Regions from separate parts of the Mus musculus genome. Here region 2 is linked to region 1. A link is a contact called in public Hi-C data. All regions are on one chromosome and are shown on one strand. The core of a region is the stretch at or near the end of the contact, and the rest is flanking DNA. Distances in the headings are between cores, read along the strand shown. Region 1 overlaps Nrp1 (neuropilin 1). Region 2 has its middle 4.0 kb from the start of Gm26002.

What was found. A called contact is a pair of places that touch in the nucleus more often than the background predicts.
Region 2: a contact with region 1 is called in a Hi-C map of Th1 cells, with 3 times the contacts expected there. The contact joins two enhancer-like sites. A contact is called at or near these places in 1 of 39 promoter capture datasets (liver), 1 of 484 Hi-C or Micro-C datasets (Th1 cells) and 2 of 115 datasets of contacts at active chromatin or transcription factors (CD8 T cells and bone marrow-derived macrophages).

Annotation. Positions count from the first base shown.
Region 1 is chr8:128,419,379-128,421,912 of GRCm38.p6, reverse strand. The region is part of intron 3 of Nrp1 (neuropilin 1); the gene reads right to left. Among named protein-coding and RNA genes, the nearest start is that of Mir1903, 61 kb to the right of the region's middle. Within about 2 kb of position 1,267, at least 28 of the 459 cell types and tissues checked have an H3K27ac peak or open chromatin away from gene starts, as enhancers often do. A contact at or near this core is called in Th1 cells, where this site is marked.
Region 2 is chr8:128,645,689-128,648,222 of GRCm38.p6, reverse strand. No RefSeq gene overlaps it. Among named protein-coding and RNA genes, the nearest start is that of Gm26002, 4.0 kb to the left of the region's middle. Within about 2 kb of position 1,267, at least 34 of the 459 cell types and tissues checked have an H3K27ac peak or open chromatin away from gene starts, as enhancers often do. A contact at or near this core is called in Th1 cells, where this site is marked.

The sequences.
Region 1 (2,534 bases), core at 18-2,517:
GGTGGTCTGAGGTGACCGAGGGAAAGGTGAAGAGGGGCTAAGGCTGCCAGGCAGGACAGACCTTCGTCTCAGCTCCTGGAATTAGGAATAGCAAATTCTCATACTTGTAATCCACTGCCTGAAAACCTCAAAGCCAGCATCTAAAAAATTAATTTCCTGGTTGCATTAAACTATGATCAGTATAATTCACATGTTTTTAGAAACTTTTGAAGTTGCTGAGCCCCCAAAGAAGTGCTGAGTTCTCAGAAGATCAGAAATCTATGAGTTCTGTATCATTATTAAATGACTTCTGAGGATTAATATATATTTACGCATGTATTTTGTGAATATTTTTTATGCGGGCGATAGGTGAAATAGTAGAAATGTGGGTTTTTAAAATTTCTCAAATAGAAGCAACAGTGTTGGAAAATAAAGCATATGTTACATGGGGAAATTTGAAGATAGTAAGAGAATCATTGGTAAATATATATTTGTATATATAGTACACTCTGTATAAATACTGTGTGTGCTGTATATAATGTATAGACACAGAGGGCAACTTGGGAATGTGCACAGAAAAGTCAGGTTAGCCAGAAGTGCTTCCCAAGAAAAGAGACTGGGGCCAGGTTTTCTAAAAGATCAAGTGCAGTTTGGAAGACGAGAGAGCCCTGAACCTTGAAGGAGTCAGTTCATTGGTAGTTGCTGTAACAGTTCTTCTCAAGCATAAGTCAGTGGCAGGTGTCAGAATTACCTGTTTCTGTTTCATCTGAATCTGAAAGCCTCTGCTGGGTTCCACTGATGAGGAAACTGATACTCCAGTCAGCCACACCAACAGGCAGTGGAAGAAGTGAGCATCATACTCTATCAGCGATAGTCCTGGAGCAGGATGCTCAATGTCATAAGTCACAGTTAAAAGTAGATGAGGGCAAAGGCTGCTCAGGCTTTGTCCAAAATCCAGCAGGATTGAACTTAACCCAGCAGGATAGGTTATAATGACAGGGGCTTGGTGGCCCATGGAGAGACCTCAAATAGGATTAAACTACATTGGCAAAAACACAATTTTGGTCTACTTGGTGGTTTGTGGCAGTCAACTTAGAAGGAAGATGTAATTTTCCAAGTCTGTTGAATGAAACTGAGGAGAATAGGCAACACGCTAAATACAGGGACTGACCAGAGAGTAGACTATTATAATAGTGCTTGGGGTGTGGGCTCTGATGGAGGATGATGAAGAATTCTCAAGTCAGCAGCCCCTCCTCCTCCCCTTCATAGCTCTCTCAACTACTTGCAGAACATTCAGAAATACTGAAAATGAAAGTCTGTTCTTACTCATTTTTATGACACCTACTGTCTCTGATGATACCATGTGCAAGAAAGCAAGCATATGTGAATGCATGTGTGTATACATATAGATAGGGGATACCCTTTGGATAACAAGGCATACAACTTTCAGTGCAAGAAAACTTGGATTCATGTAATCAGGGGTTCATATGTATGTGTAGGCCACAAGCTTAGGTATTATTCTTTAAAAAAATTTTTTTGAGACAAGGTCTCTCACTAGCTCATTAAGTAGGCTAGGACAGCTAAATATCATGTTTCAGGGGTCCTACTCTCTTCCCACTCAGCTCCCCATTCCTAGGATTACAGGCATACACCACAACATCTTGAGTTTTACAAGGGTGTTAGGAGTTCAACTCAGGTCTTCATGCTTGCAAGACAAGCACTGTACTGTCTGCCCAGTCCTGTGGTTACATATAATTATGCAAGAAGTTATTTCTACATGAGGCAAGGTCAGGCATCTTTGAAATGTAAAGAAGTCATATTAATGTTTTCCAAACTCCCAGTGGTTCTTCCTGGGCTCTGGTTCCATTGCTGACCTGGAAAACCTTAGGTTTTTAACACAGTTGTAACTAGATTTTTTTCCCCATCCTACTTAAACAGGCACTTTCTCCTACATTTCACAACATGTTACAGACTTAAACCACTGTTTGTGGATTGTTGAGAAATACTGGAGAACTTAAAAATTTAAGTAGCAGCAACAAATTTTAATACAAGAGGAATCTGCAGTGGTCTCCAGATATTTCACAGTGCTATGCGTTACCCTCTTTCAGATTGGATCTGGAATGTTCCCAGCTTGGTCTTATTAGAAGGTGAGGGACTTTTACCGAAGTCATCTAGTAATTGTGTGTGTGTGTGTGTGAGAGAGAGAGAGAGAGAGAGAGAGAGAGAGAGAGAGAGAGATCTTTGAGAGTGGTAATAAGATGGTAAGCATTCTGTTTATATCAAGGCATGACCATAGCCCCTCAAAATTGGAAGCCTATGAACTGTCAGACAAATAAAAGGAAAGTATTAACCATAGATTTAAGGTAAAAGAGACTAATTGACCTAACTGACACAAAAGAATCAAACTTCATGACTGGAGATGTGGTTCAGTTGGTAGAGGGCTTGCCTGGCCTGTATGAAGCCTGGCCTGTATGAAGCCTGGGCCTCCATCCCCAGCAAGGTATAACCTGTGTTTGGGCCACACAGCTGTGATCCTTTTACCCAGCAGTTGGAAG
Region 2 (2,534 bases), core at 18-2,517, 230 kb before region 1:
GAGTTGCTAATGGCCTCAGCATGGGGGTCAGATCATGAGAGGCTGGTGAGAATGTTCCACACCTGTGAAATCCCCTATTTATTTGGAGGAAGCAAATGTCTTCTCTGTTCCTGAGCCATTTGGGTAAGTCACATGGCCAAACACCAATGTATGAGGTGAGGCTGTTTCCTGGGACAGTTGCAAATGAGAAGGAAATAGATGATTATAGATGATACAAACTTCATGCCTCAGCTATCTCTCCAGCCAGAGGAGGAAACTGAGGCATAGAGAGGTTCAGTGCCTCACCCAAGAGCCTTCCTGGAGGTAGAGTCAGTGTTTTGTCCTAAGAGTCTGACTCCAGAACACTGAGTCATTTCCCATATTCTGACTCCAGAGCTCTCATTTTGACGAAAGTACTCACAGCTATCTCTTGTCTCAGGTTTCAACAGTTACTAGTGAAGCAATGGAAGCAGGAGACTAGAGCATGACAATAAAACCGCATGAAATAAAGTTCTGGACTCTTTCAATAACGAATTACCTGGGGCTCAGCTGCTACAGTGCTTGTCTAGTATGTGTGAAACTCTGGGTTCTAGCCCCAGCACTGCATAAACTGGGTGTGGTGACTCATTCCTGAGATCCTAGCCCTGGACAGGTAGGTAGAGGTGAGAGTGCCGGAAGGTTAAGGTCGTCCTTGACTGTGTAGTGAGTTTGAGGCTATCCTGAGATGTATAAGACTCACAAAAAAAAAAAAAAAAAGAAAGAAAGAAAGAAAGAAAGAAAGAAAAAAGAAAAAAGAAAAAAGGAAAGAAAAGAAAACAAAAGAAGAAAAGAAAAGAAAAGAAAGAAAGAAGCAAAAGGCAAGAGCTATCTAAATTGATGTTGTGCTGTTATCTAAATTGATGCTGTGCTGTTAACCAGGAATTCATAAATTGCCTCTCAGAACAATATAAGGGAATCTTGGAGTATTTGTTCTAGAAGAATTCTCTGGATTCACATAAAACTGAGCTCTTGCTAAACACCATAGTCAGGGAAACAGCTATAGAAATCACATGGGGACCACCCATCTCAGGCCCGGGTCCTGTTCCTAAAGTGCTCTTCCTGTCCTTATTTCCTACTAGGTCTGATTTTTCATGTGGAAGAATGTCAATCAGTTGCATCTAGGCTTGTTTCCAGGGAGCACAGAGCTCAGACCCACTACATGCCTCCTAAACAAATATATGTATATACAGAATAAGTCAGGTTAAAGTCAGGCAAACACCTCAGACACCACATCATAGGTTTGAAAGAGGAAGAATAAAGTGAGTCATGACAGGCCGAAACCTCGACTCCATCAGAACCCCCTCCATGCCTGGTCCTGAGTTTGAAATCCAGCATTTGTCTTAATCAAATTTAGACATAGTCATGCATTCTTACTTCCTAGATGTCAGTTCTTTTCCTAGGGCTGGGAAATTGGAAGGGATTCCTGAGGACATGTATTGGGATAAATGTCTTCTCCTGGAAGCAGGACTGAACCCATAGAGATTGCCTCAAGGCCTGGTTCCATGCAGCTGGCCTGTACTCTGAAGGAAGTGGTCAGCCAGGGGTGGAATGACGTCAGGGACAGCTGAGTGTCTGCCACCAACGAGCTTAGGAGAGTTTAGTATGAGGGTGTGAGCTTAGCTCAAGAGGAAAGTGAGCAAGTGGTATTGGTGTTTATCCGCCGAACACTGCGTCTCAATGTCTTGTTAGCCCCTACCTGTTTTCTGAGAACTTTCCCACTCAGTAGATTACCTGCTAGCTTAAATGCTATAGCAGAAAAATCCCATGCCCAGCTTCTCAGCAAGGAAAGCTCCCTCACTAATCTCCGGGTCACTGTCCAATTGTTATGGGTACACAGTCTCCTATGAAGTGACTCTGGGACCTGGAATTCTTCCACCTTGGGCTTTGCCAGCTTTGGGGTCTGGAGGCTCTCCAGTAGATGATTCTAGAAGGGGTATCCATTTCACTAGAAATATCTCATTGGAACTCAGGGATGAAGCTTCATGTAGTTAGAGTGCAGGCATTGTGGTCTTTCTGGGTGCCCAAGAGGAAGACAAACTGGTTTGAAGAAACAGTTAAGGAAAGCACATGGGGGGGTAAACACCATCCAAGTGAGAAGCCAGGAATGTCCCCACACTGTGAGGAAGGCAGCTTTTTAGCCAAGCAGTGGTTTTTACAACCTTTAAACAAATTATTTAAAGAATTCTTTTTACATCTCCATCATAACCCGCCTACTCTCAGTCCCCTCTCACACATTCTCTCCCCCATCACCATCCCTTTTTCCTCTGAGGCCCCCCTCTAGGTGCCAACCCAACATGACACCTCAAGTCACTGAAGGACGAGGCACAGGAAGTCTTGTGGAAGAGTTGGGGTAAAGATTAGGGATTTTCCAATCTTACTAGGAGGAACTGCCAATCCTAATACAAGACAGTTCAGCCCTCACTCATTGCTCCCTCTTGCTGCTCATGACCTAGCTTGTCTTCTCTGCTTCAGGCATTACATGCTCTGCAGTAGAGTTACTGGCTGTTCTTTCAATG